Regions from separate parts of the Mus musculus genome. Here region 2 is linked to region 1. A link is a contact called in public Micro-C data. All regions are on one chromosome and are shown on one strand. Each heading gives the region's core, a stretch centred on a gene start, on an enhancer-like site or on the middle of the called end of the contact. The rest is flanking DNA. Distances are from core to core; before and after follow the strand shown.

Region 1 (7,002 bases), core at 4,389-6,888:
TGGGTGACCTGGTAAAAATGTGAGATCCTGCATATCCAGAAAATGATGGTGACCGTTATCATGTCTGCCCGATGTAGAGGAAGACAAATGACCGTCCTTCAGTTGCTAAGTTGAGCTAAATCTGAACATCTAACACACAGACTTCTGTCTCTCATAACAGGGATGACTTGCATGAAGCCAAGCTGAACTGGCTTCTTTTGCTGTTTGAAGAATCTCCTTGATATGCTTTTTCATTGCAAAAGTAAATATGTGCTCAGGAAACATTCATTCAGAAGAATGAAAATCCAGGTAAGTTCAATAGAGGAATGAAAAGTCACCTGAAATCCCTGTGAACTGAATTGTGTGCGCCTCCAATCGATGCTAAGATGCCAATTTCAATTATTTCTATAATACAAATTGAATATCCCTTATATGAAATGCTTAAGAACAGAAATGTTTTATGGTTCAATTTGTATTAGAAATTTCAGCATTTTTGGATATAGGGAATATGATACTTTAGGTTAAGACAATTCTAAACAAGAAGTCCACTTGCTTTGTCTACACAGATAATCTGATAACCACTTTAGGTCTGTGCTTTGCTTGCAGCTCACAAGAGGACAAGTGTGGAGTGTCCACATGGGCCACCATTCTGTGACACACAAGCTTTCTATCTGGGAGCACTTCATATTTGGGGTTTGAAACCAGCTCCGTGCCTTCATCTGGAGGTCTCTCAATTTACCCAACCCATTCTATATTATAGACAAACCATTAAGAATATTTCACTGTGTACATTGGGATGGGGCAGATGTAATGACTATTTTGGAATACTTCCTTACATGACCCGTGTCCCCCCCCCCCCCCCAAGCGTGTTTGGAAACACTGCTGTATTCATTTTCTGTCTTGGGGAGAGAGGGGCAGTCTCAGGAACATCAACTTAAAGAGACTTTAGTTTAAAGAGGTTTATTTTGTCTCCTGACGTCAGAGGTGTCAGTTCTTGGTGCCTTGGCTCCATTGTTTGGGGCCTGTGCTGAGGTAGAGCACTATTGCAGGGAGCACCACAGCAGAGAGCATCTATTGGAGAAAAGCTACTGAGATCTCAGAGGTCTCAGGAAACATAGAGTGAAAGGAAGGGGCTGGGGTCTCAGTAAACCCTTTAAGGACAGCACCAAGAACCGAACTTGATCCTATTCAGTTCAGCTCTTAAAGGTTCGACCATGTCCCAATAGCACTGTCAACTGGGGACCAGGCCTTCAGCACATGACCACTGAGGAATGCTTAGGATCTAAATCACAACACTTTGTCTCTGGAGCCCAAAGGCTCACGCATCTCTAATGTGTGGGTATGGTGATGCACACCTATAACCTCACTACCAGGGAGGAAGGAGCAGGAGGAACATAAACCTAAGATCTTCTGGTCATACGCTCTGAAACAAACAAACAAACAAACAAACAAACAAACAAACAAAGGGGAACACTCACCCCACCCCGAGGAATGCTTCTAGTCTTGCCAGTTCACAGCATTACAAAGATGTCCAAGTTCGAAGTTCACTCTGAAACTTGAGGCAAATTCCTTGCTGTACAAGTAAAACACTCAGACACAATAGCACAAAGCAATCATTTCCACGCCAAAGGAGAGGAATAGGGGTCTGTTAAAGAAGATCCAGATCCAAGCAGGGTGGGCGCCAAGCTGGGCAACCGCACCTATATAGCTGGCTGTTGAGCCCTGGAGCCCAGGTTGAGTTCCTGTGGCTCCATACCTATAGTTACATTGTGTATCTCCTCTCCTGCTGCGTTCTTTCTCATCTTGCCATATCTCTCCTCTTCTCAGGTCTTGCAATAGAAATAGTCACACATGGGACCACACAGCTCAGCAAAGGGACTATTTAGTGAAGGAAAAACGTTAGTTTCCTATAAAGTTGTAGGTAGTTTTTGTCTGATCTCTGTGACTTTCAGGTACTCCTAACCAGCAAGTGTTAGCCTGTGGCTATTCAGGGTGTTCCAGGTGCAAGAGGGAGGTACCCCAGAATCTAGAAAACAACAGATGACGTCTGAAAAGGCTGGCAGGAATCATGGGAAGGGCAGGTCGGCTGAGGTTTTCCTTAAAAGCCGAAAGCCAATGTAACCTGCACGAGAAAAAGAAATGAACTGTGCCACGATGGTCCCCATGCTGCGTTTTTATTGGCTGTGGCCATTTGGCCTTTCCAGTGACCTCCACTGCCTAGCTTCCTGCTGTGGAAGGCACAGAAGGAGTATTAAAAATATGTAACAACTGCTAAGGCAGGGAATTCAACCAATGAGAAAAAAAACCCAAAAAACCAAAAGCCAAACCAAAACAAAACCCTTGTCGCATACAATTGCTGTGATCTAAACAAGGTGCAAGAATTGGCTAGCTACCTGGAGTGAGGGAAATAAAACAGAAAAATGCATTTTAAAACCTGGGAGGGTTTGCTCATTTTATTCCAGTAAAGCTGTTCTAGGCATAATGCAATAATGGTTTTAACCTTGTGTGCATTTCAAATGATACCGACAAGGAAACTTATTTCCCACAAAACAATGAGTTGCCTCTTCCTTTTTATAAAACAGTATCTGAGTTCATAGAGAATGATTAATATACTGACTGTATGAGCAATGCAAAAAATTCTACATAGAAACGGACAGAAGCAAGTATCGGCAGGACGCTCGGAAGAAAGAAATACAGAAAGATAAGGAAGGATGCATCACTTTCCCAAGAGCAGAAAGATAGAGATGTGTAAAACATTCATCATAGAAGGATATCTTGTGTTTTCCTTGATCACTTCCCACTTGGTTTTCTCATTGAACCTGGAACTTACCCATTTGGCTAGTCTGGCCTGGTGGGGAATCCCTACCTCTGCTTCTCCAGTGGTAGGGACGGAGCCTTCCCCCAGCCCAGGCTCATTATGCGGGCGCTGGGAATCCAAACTCAGGACTTCATGTTTACACAGCAAGTGAGCAACAGCTGACAAACCAGAAGAAATGCACTAAAACCTCTAGAACTCGAAAGGCTGGGCTAAACCAGAGGAGAGAGCTCCAGGGGAGACTGGAAGAGGCTGTACAGAGTAGAAGGGAAACAGAGGGAAGAGAGAGAGAGAGAGAGAGAGAGAGAGAGAGAGAGAGAGAGAGAGACATAGGAGGGTCAGTGAAGTACAGAGAAGGAAGCAGACGAGAGATAGTCAGGAGAAACAGTGGACTCTGGGACAAAGATCAGCAAAGCCCCTGTGGCAGCAGGGACGGTCCTGCTGGAGTGTTGCTGTCCGTAGGAAAGCTGAGGCAGTATGAGCAGTGAGAGCAGCACGGTGAGGACTTACTAAATCCCCACGTGCGACCTATGTGTCCCTGTCACTGTCTTCCTGGTAAGGGGTCGTGGCGGGTGGGCACACAGCTCATTCTTGGAAGAGGAAGGTGTTTCATATGGGCCATGTTGGCCTGGCTACAGGAAGGGCTCATGGGTGTCCAGGTTACAAGGTGTAGGGTCCACTACTGTCCAGGGGACAGGATAGACAGACAAATTGTTGTGTTAAGATACTGAGATGTGGTCATCTGACTCTCATAGTAGGTAATGCTGCTTGTTTCAATGTGCTGTTGTAATTAACCATCTGACTCAGGGCCATCAGTCACTGCACTTGTCCATGAAAATAACAAGGGTACATGTCTCATATAGTTACTGGCAGATTACATAGCAAAGGGTCCCATGTTAGATACAAAGTGTTCAGTCTATAATATCTACCTGATAAGCAGCAGTGAGGCCAGGTGAATTTGAAGAGACAAGGATGGGGCTGATCAAAGAAGATACTGTGGGATATGGTGACAAAAGTTACGGGATGTGGGCATATGAAAAAAACAGTATTAAGGATATAGAATTCCCTGTGAACCAGGATTCTAGTGCTCTTGGAGTGAGAACCCTTGGACTATTTGCTCCTGGGGTAGAGAGAAGACCATGGGAGCTGGTGGAGGGCTTCTGGTGAAGGGGAGGGGACATTTTATGAACAATTTGTTAAGAACCACAAATGTAGTATATGACAATACCTCGTGGTAATGCTCCCGTCTCTCCCTTCACCTTTTTCTTTTTAAAGATTGTTTTCCTTTAGCAAGTCCAAAAGATGGTTTGAGACCCCTTTGGGTGCCACAGTTCTATGCTTTCTTAAAAATGAAGTCAAATAGTTTATTCTAGGGAAACCAGCTGTCTTAAGTTACTCCTAGTCAGTGGTGGCTACAGAAAAAGTGTTTAGGAGGGGTTAGGAATTGTTAGGGTGTATCCACCTGAATTTGGACAGTACTTTCCATTGGTCTGAGAAAATAGTTTCTAGAGGAAGAGGGGGAAGTGGGAGGAGGGAGGACTCAGGTTCCATCCAAGCTGTGGCTGAACTCTGGCGGTGATGATTACTGGCTTGATTCAGTTCATTCTTTCAACTAATGTTTACAGAGTCCCCATATGTGCTTCAAATACAGAGATAAAACCGCTCTGTCCCCACAACGGCTCTGGGAGGCATCGAGGAATTGCTGGGCGATTCCTAAGTCCTTTGAATACTCAACAGCCACACCCAGGTTAATCAAATGTTTCGGTGCCTAAGTGGTGATAGTTACAGGGACCCTTCAGTTTCATTTCATCCTCTTATTCTAAAAAGCAAGGAATTCAAGTACTACTGGCATGCTTTAGAACATGGGCCTTCCCTATGATCGTCAGCAATATTGGAGTCTACTAAGATCCCTGCCCACCACCCTGAATAGCTCGGTGTTCACTGCCACTTCAAACTCCTTTCTGGACAGTCTAGCTGTCACAGCTCTGCCAAGACAGAGAATCTTTTCTGTCTGGCCTTCGAAACCCAGTCTGTATCTCTCCCGTGTAACCATCCCCAGTTACAAAATGATCAAACCTGGACCAGCTATTTTTATTTAGTCCTCTAAAAATAGCTATCACTCAGTACTGGCTGGAAACCAGACCCCACCCTATCCCTCAACTACCTCCAGTGTGCACACCAGGATGCTTTTGCCCTGACATTGGCTTCCCAGTCTTTGACATTTGGAGGCGCAGCTGGACTCACCCAGACTGTGTGGTGTTTTCATCTTTTAGGAAGCTGTAAAGGTGCACTCACCGTGGGAATCTCAACCTAGAACACACGTGCCCCAAGACTGCTAGGTTGCAGGGAAAACCCCTGAGGGTCCAAAATGCGAAGATGGCCAGTCAGCTCTGCTTCAGGCTCTGTGTTCAGCAGCAGTGGGCATGACGAGAGGTGGAGAAGTAGCAGTTAGGACTTGGGTGTGAGCACCCTGTCCCCAACTAGCCTCTCCTGTGGTACCCTCAACAGTGTCTGAATGGAGACCTAACCTCCTGTTTCCACCCGCCCTCGGTGTGACCACTTTTGATCCCGCCTCAGACAAAGCCAATGCAACTCCTGCAGGATGAATAAGGGGATCAGGTTGCTCTCTCGCCTTCCCCCACCCCCTCACCGCGGCTCCCCTTCCCCACGTGACTCTCTGGAATCTTTGCCAAAGCTCGTAGTCTCTGAGTCCATTTTCACACCCAGCAAAGGAGAGAGGAAGGAGGCGAGAGAGGCTGAGGAAGGCGGAGCGTGCGTGCTTTAAATGCGAGGATCCACTCGGGGACTTATCCTGTGCGTTTCCAGGCCCCTCATCTGGGGAGCATTGAGTTCGGAGGGGTCTTTTCCAGCCTCTCTCTTTCCTCCTTGCATCTACAATTATGGCTCCACCTCCACTTGGGTAATCGCACCTCCGCCCTGCAGCGCAGCTCGGGGTGCACGGTGCGGGGAGGTGGGCGTCGGTGTGGAGCAAGCCGCGCCCCTCTGCCCTCCTCCTCTCGGCGAGGGGCGGGCGCGAGAAAGTGGCAGCAGCGCCCCCCGCGCCGCCTTCCGCGCGGAGCTCTGGAAGCGCCTGCAGCAGCCGGGCGGCGTGGTGCGGTGCGGCTGCAGCGCCCCCGAGTCCCGGAGCTCCTGCAGGGCCGCACAAAGTTTGCAACCAGCGGCCCTGCACCGCCCAGCTCCCCGAGCGCTGCTGTAGCCCGGCCCGGCGTGTTCGCGGGGACCCGCCTCGGCCGATGCTACACGGACAGACGGGGGCGTGCCGAGAGAACTTTGAAAAGCTGCCGAGGAGGAACCTGCTCCTGCAGCTCGCCAGTTGGGGACCTCCGGAGGAACTGGTCTAGCCCGAGGCAATGCTGCGGAATCCCAGCAGCCGCTGACCTGCAACTTTCCTGCTAGTCTTGGCGGCGATCTGAGCTTTGCCTCCTCCTCGCAGCCTCGGCTCACGTTGGTGGCCGCTCTGCTGGAGAACCCAGTGAGCCTCGGGGCTGACTGAGTGTTACTGTCGGCCGCATCCTTCTGCGGTCCACCCGGCCAACCTCGGCTCCCGGCCCAGCAGCCAGCGCTTCCCCAGTGTCTGTGCGTCCCGGTTCCCGGCGCCGGCGCCACAGCCTGAGGTTTGGCAGAGAGCAGGTTCTTGGATGCTGAAGGCTGGGATCTTCCTGCGAGAGTGCCGCGGCGGCGATGGGTGTCCTCAAAGCGTGGCTCGGGGTGGCCCTAGCGCTGGCGGAATTTGCAGTATTGCCTAATTGTGAAGGTAAAAAAGAGCGGAACCCCGTGTGAGTTCGACTGTGCAGTTTAAGACACTCAGCCGGGTTTAGTGCTGTGGGTTGTTGGGTGGAAGTTTTGATTTGAGGCGATAGGTGGACACGGAGTGGATTTCCTTTTCAGCTGAAATCCCCACTCCTGGTTTCTCTTGCGGTCAAACCTCAGCCCGGCCACGGCCTCCTCTTTGCTTTTTGCGGGTGGGTGGCCTTTTGAGGTGATATTTCTGAACCCGGATGAATCTTCCTTCCACTTCTACCCTACTCCTCAAGGAAAAGCAACTACTCGGAACCTAGGTGAGAAGCGAGCAGTTGCTCTCACTTTTGTGGAATAAAATCCTCACCCAAGCTCCACTGTTCTATTTTGCTTTCCTCGCCCCAGTAACTCGCCCCCCCTCCCCTTAAAGACCACTTAAGATTTTATAA
Region 2 (6,395 bases), core at 608-3,107, 620 kb after region 1:
TCTGCTTGAAAAAAACCACAACTAACTGTTGGAGAAAGGCGACTCCTAAGACTCCTCACAGTAAGGAAGATGGCCAGCTCATTTCTAAATGGAAACTCCCAAGTGCCACAACACATCAATCATCTGACATGTAATCCGACTTCCACTGAGCTGGAATGTACTTTAAATGTCAGGCCTTTGGATGAAGAATGTCAGTTTAGTGGGTTATGTGGCAGAAATGCCTGAATCTGGAGCCCTGTGTGTGTCGGACAAACAGCTTCTCTTCAAACAGCAGAGAGAAGAGTGAACAGAGGGTTATAAGCTGTCTTTTGAATAAGCATATTTCCTAATGTCTCTGCCCGTACCTCATTAAAAAGACAAAGAAAACAGCGGCGGAGAAAACATCATTAGGCTGATATTTGAGAAAATTGGAGAAATATTACACTATGGGTAGAGAGAAAAATTTACATTTTTTAGCTTAAGAAATTGGGAACTTCAAGCACCGTTATTATTATTTTAAATTAAAAGATCTTGGCATGCATTCCAGGCTGGCCTCCGATTCGTGGTTCTCTTGCTTCAGCTAGAATTAGCCTCGGGCTACCGAACCTATTTTCTATAGAGGCCAAGCTAGGCCTGATGGCGAGGCTTGCTCATAATCCCAGTACTAGGGGGCACAATGGCAGAGACAGGAAGATCACAAGTTTAAGGCTATCTCTGGTAGCTAATGAGGTCCAGGCCAGCTCAGGCTGTATGTGACTCCATGTCCAGGAAGTGGGCTGGAGCGAAAATCCTTCTCTTTGCACATTTTCTCCATTTTGCCATCCTTTCCACTCCCACATGCCCTCTGCCCGAATTCCTGTGCCCTTCCCACTGGCATGAGACTCTTGCAGTTTATGAAAAGTGAGGCAATCGGGAGTTCTTTTTCCAACGGGCGAATCTTTTGTTCGGGTGGGGTCAGAGATTGGTGCTGCCTCTGTTTCCAAACAGTCCTAAGTCTGCCGGCCTGGACTAAGGATCTGACCCTAACCTACTTTTTCAGAATGGCTGAAAGCGAGTAACTAAGACTTTTGATGCTCCAGGCCACAAGCCAGCTGTGTGACCTTGGGCGACAGGGTTACGTCTTCTCCAGCCAATGGCGATTAATGATATTTAAAAATCTTAATATCTTTTTCTGAACACAATCGCACGGCTCCGACATTGTACACACAGAGCTTTTAAAGCTCTCCCAAGTAATTCTTAAACCGCAGAACGCTTCTGAGAGCAAACATCCGGTACAGTGCGAGGACACCTGGGCTTCGCAAGTCGCCCCGTGGGAACCTGCGAGCTTCGCGCTGCTCCTCCGCCCACGCTCCGGGGAGCCCTGGAAAACCGATCCTCTCGGGATAGAGTCTGGAAAACTGGCTGAGACTCGAAGCCGGCAGCTTCCGAGAGTGGGTCACGCTGCTGGCGGCATTTAAGGACTCCAGAGCGGCACACACAATTCCAACCCGAGTAGCCCCACCGATCCGCGTGGGTTCCACCTCCTTGATAACCCGGACCCCGGACTTCACCCCTAGCCCCAGCCCCCACGTCGATGTGCCCGTTCCTCCTCCACGTGACACGGGCCGGAACCGTCACTTCCGGCGGCGGGGACAGCGCGCTTGCGCGCGGGGCTCGGCGCCCGGCTCTGCAAGCGGTTGGCACCGGCGCCGCGCCCCCCAACAGCCGCAAGGGGCGGGCGGCATCGGTGTGAGCCGGGCCGGGCCGAGCTGCGGTCTCCAGGGCACGCAGGCCGCCGGGCCTAGCGCCACGCCCCCCTCGGCCGGCCCCTCCCTCTTCCCGGGCAGCTCGCGCCCCGCGCGCCAGGCTCCGCCCCGGCCCCGCCCCGGCCCCGCCCTCCCCGCTGGCTCTGCGGGCGCCGGGCAGCTGCAGCGGGCGGCCAGGGCTGCGCGCTCGGGACGCGCGGAATGTGAGGCGCGGCGAGCCGCTGCGCACCGACGCTCGCGCGCGCGAAGGGCGGCGACCCCTCGAAGACGGTCGGCCGCGCCCGGCGCTCCGCTGTGCGACGCGCGGGTCTGGGCTCTCGCCCTCGCGCGCCCTAGTGCCCTCCTGGTGCCCTCCAGCGCGCCGGCGGGACCATGAAGAAGTTCTCTCGGATGCCCAAGTCGGAGGGCAGCGGCGGCGGGGCGGCGGCTGGCGGGGCCGCGGGCGGCGGGCTCGGCGGCGGCTTCGCAAGCTCGTCCATGGGGGTCCGGGTGTTCGCCGTCGGCCGCTACCAGGTCACCCTGGAGGAGTCGCTGGCCGAAGGTACGGGCGCGGCGGGAGGCAGGTGAGGGAGGCCGGGGTGTGGCGGCGGCTGCGGGGCCGGCCCGGCGGCGGCTGGACAGTGGCTCCGGTGTGAAGCCGCTGGCAGCTCCGGTGCGGGCACGATTGCCTGCTTAGGAGTTTGAAATCTTTCTCTGTTCTTCCTGGCGCGAGGAAAGAAATAGAAGACGTCCCAGTAAGTGATGTGGTGTCATGATTGGACCCGTGACTCATTAGGGGGTCAGATGGAGCAGTGCTGGGACACTGTCTGGCCGGTGTCCTGCGTTGCTTTCGGGTCCGAGCCTCCCGGACTTCCAGGGCGGTGGACTCCGCTGGGGTTTGTTTCTGCTAAAAACCAAAACAAAACAGGACTCCCAAACCACTGTATATGGCTATATGTATACAGATAATATGTCTCTCTCTCTCTCTCTCTCTGTGTATGTGTGTGTGTGTTGGCACGGTCTTCCAAGTTCAGTGGCTGCTTAGGGGTGGCGTGTGGGAGTAAACTTGAAGCACGTTTATCTTCGTTGTTTAGAATCTTCACACAAGGTCCCGTTTTTTGTCCTCTCTGTGTCATTTTGTTAGTACTTTAACAGGCAAAGTGGAACAGTTTAACTTTTCCATGTGAGGTTTTGGTGGCTCTTTTATTGTCTGAAGGAGGTTATGACAGCGTGTAAAAGCATAGCTAGGGAAAACAAAGTTTACTCCGTGTTAAAAATATTTCTTGACTTTAGTTTTGTATCTCTGGTGTAATTGGTTTGTAGAAAATACTTTCTGATTTCTTATTGCATGCCTTGACCTCTGAAGTTTTGAATGTGGAATATTAAGAAATATGTTGAAAAAGTCCCTGAGAAATAATCTCTTGTATGTATGTGAGTGACTTAAAAATAAGAATAAGAAAACCAGAGACTGTAGGGAGCCGTCTTGATATTCTGTGTTTGAAAAACAAGGCAGCTCCCATTTGTAGTTTTGAAATTCCATGAACAAAAGGAACCAGCACAAGAAAGAGCTGAGGGCTTCTGTCTATAAAATAAAGGAAAAGCAGACTTACATTATCAGGAGTGTGTGTCTTGATTTTGTAGGCCATTGTTCACATTAACAGCACCGCCCCCCCCTTCTGAACATTGGTGAAGTGGAGGGACGAGATTGCCAGATTTTGAGAAGGGTTTCTGAGTGGTTTTGATAGGTTTGTTCTATTGCAAACTTTGCTAGCTATTGATTCAAGAGGAATTTCAAGTGTGAACTAAGTTGGGTAGGTGTTAGCATCGGTGGCTGTCAACTCACGAGTATACTGTCAGTTGTTCAGTAGTACACTGAAGTGTAGCTTGAATGGTGTTAGCCCTTCTCACTGAGTTTCAGGTCTCTTAGTATTAAGAAAAGTACTAACATTTCATCAGTAGACTGTAAATCTTATAGCCCTCACTCTGTTACTCAGTAACGGAGCATTGATATCACTGTTAGAGTGTTCAGTGTGTGTGTGTGTGTGTGTGTGTGTGTGTGTACGCGTGCATGTGCAAGAGGACACACACATGAAGGTAGGCCCGTCACACCAGACTTGAGACAGTTCTGCTAAAGTTACTAGGCAAGCCTTGACTTTTCCATCCTCCTGCTTCAGCCTTCTAGTGCTGGGCTCGTACGCAGGTTGTTATCAACATGCACGGCTTCCACTGACTTTTGCTTTAAGTGTTTCTGTTTGGTATTCGTGGTGTGTATCCTGTGTGTGTGTATGCCTGTGGGTGCATGCATGTGTATGCCTGTGTACACTTGTGTGCAGAACAACGTTGTCTTCCTCACTTGCTTTCCACCTTAGTTTCTAAGACATTGATTGCACTCAGAGCTAGGCTGGCTAGGCTGGCGAGGTTGGCTAGTCAGTGAGCTCCAGTGATCCACCTGTTCTCTTTTTCTGCTAGCATTGGGGGCCCCCAGAAGAAGGCCACAGTGCTCAGCTTTTACATGGAAATTGGGGATGGGATCTGAATTTAGGTCCTGATAATTGCTTGGCAAGCACTTTACCTTTTGGTTTCTGCCTCATTAAAATTTATTTCATTAATTGCTGGGCGTGGTGGTGTTCTCTTTTAATACCAGGCAAGTGGATCTCTGTGGGTTCAAGGCCAGCCTGGGCTGCATAATAAGTTCTAAGACAGCAGGGCTACAAAGAGAGACCATGTCTCAAAAACAAAGAAAAAAAAAACCCATGAAAATAGGTACTTACTTGGCTTTAATGAGTGATCAGGTGGTAGGTGGAAGCAAAGGTTGAAGGAACTTTTATGAAAGATGGAATTTCCTGTGTTTACACGTTGGCTCCTGGGTCAGGTTTAACTCTAGAAGGCAGGGCCCTAGGCTTCTTTCCGATGAGCTGGGCTTCCCTTTCTAGAGCACACAACTGAAAGACTATTCACTTTAATTTTCAACATTCTGCAGGCTAGGTGAGATGCTAGGCACAAGTCTGGTCCACATATAAATATGATTAATCAATAATTGACAGACTTGCTTGTCATTTGAGGCAAGTGTGTGTGAAGAGGCGTGGCATTCAGCGTGACTGCTTGTCTTTTCAATATACCACTCTCTGTCTTACTCTGTAATTGACTGTGTTCTACAAGTTGGAATGAACACTGGCTTAGCAAATACTGAGTCACTGCTTCCAGGGGAAATGGCAGGGTTAGGTACCACAGAGCCTTGCTTCGCAGCATCCTGGTCGGCTGATTTATATGTGTGCCTATCCTTTGTGTTTAAAGACACCTTGTTTAGTGTCGTGTTAGTGATTTCTTTAGTATATCATATCTCTAGCTGAGGCCAAAATGAAGATTATCTCACAGGTTTTCTTTGTAGGAAAACCAGAACGTCTCTTGCACCTGTGTACTCTAGCTTGTGCCGTGCTCAGGAACCTTTTTAAACACAGAGATCACCAATAAAAAGTAACTGAGAAGCAGATTACACTCTCCGTGGCCGGGAAAGGACCCTTGCTGACGGACAGTAAGAGAGCTAAAGTAGGAACATGCAAGTGAAGAGACTCAGCTTTCCGCCCATTCGTTATATCTGCAAGTGCCAAGAAGTGCCAAGAATAGGGACTTGGGGAGTTTCAGCAAGTTGAAAAACGCGAGAGTGCTGAAATGGTGACCGGCTCTTGTCCTACACACGTGTGCATGGATTTGAGTAGTACCTTAGCTGCTGCAACCAAAGCATGTTCAGGGGCATACTTCTGTGTGCGCTGAACTGTTGGTGCAGTTCTCTCTGTGAAACACTTTATGTCCTGTCCTTCTAGTCAAGCATGTGTATGCTTGAACGTGCTTGGATCTCTCCCCTTCTCCCGCTTTCAGTTTCTACTGAAAGTTTTTAGGACTGATACCATAGCGAGGCATGTTCTTGTGTTTTCTCAAAAAGTGACTCAGTTTCAGGAGTTGAACTAATCCTGACTTAGAGCTTTTAAATGAGGCAGAGTCACCTGCCCGTCTTAGCGTGAAACAACATCCACTTGCCAAGCACATATAACTCAGTGCAGCCTTTCAGCTCTCATTAAGAGGGAGGGCTGGTTTGCTGTCCATCTGTCCATCCCAAAGAAGGGTTTTGATGCTTGTGTAGGGGAGCAGGAAGAATGCTTGTTTGTTCAGTTCTGTTCTTTTGAAACAGGGTCTCCTGTAGCTCTGGCTGGCCCCGACACTCGCAGTGTAGCTGAGTCCCAAAGTGTGAGCGCTTGCCACACACCACACTCAGGAAGTTGGTTCTTGTGGATAGTTATTTTTTCCACCCACATATTTAGTGTAGAGAATGGCCTTAAAGGGGATGTCAGGAGTATAACATGGAAGATGGGCTGAGCCAATCAATCTTGAGGTTCCCTGGGCCGAATAGGCATGGCACTGAGAGCATGGAGACGGTAATTCCTACTGTATGGTTGTGCTGCTCTCAGTAATTGGAGAATTACAGAAGTCTGTGAACATACTGCCTTCTAAGCATTGGCTGTGTGGAGTGAGTGAGTCTAAGCTGAATATTAGCTGCTCCTCATTGTTAATTTTATAGGAAAGTAGTAACATATTGTACACTTAATTTTGCAGTAAAGGCAGTAGTAAATGTTGAGTATTTTAGTGGAAGAAATCATCTTTGGCTACCCAGAGACTTAAGTTAATGTTACCAGGAGA

What was found. Hi-C and Micro-C count contacts between places; a contact is called where the count stands out from the background.
Region 2: a contact with region 1 is called in a Micro-C map of embryonic stem cells, with 4 times the contacts expected there. The contact joins the promoter of Bmp2k here to the promoter of Fras1 in region 1. A contact is called at or near these places in 6 of 39 promoter capture datasets (cranial neural crest, embryonic stem cells, hippocampal neurons and 3 more), 3 of 484 Hi-C or Micro-C datasets (embryonic stem cells and nephron progenitors) and 4 of 115 datasets of contacts at active chromatin or transcription factors (cardiomyocytes, embryonic forebrain, forebrain and 1 more).

What each region holds. Positions count from the first base shown.
Region 1 is chr5:96,368,317-96,375,318 of GRCm38.p6, forward strand. It overlaps Fras1 (Fraser extracellular matrix complex subunit 1), which reads left to right and starts at 5,639. Exons shown (of 74, transcript NM_175473.3): 1 at 5,639-6,569. The coding sequence starts at 6,497.
Region 2 is chr5:96,995,832-97,002,226 of GRCm38.p6, forward strand. Bmp2k (BMP2 inducible kinase) reads left to right here and starts at 1,858. Exons shown (of 16, transcript NM_080708.1): 1 at 1,858-2,265. The coding sequence starts at 2,097.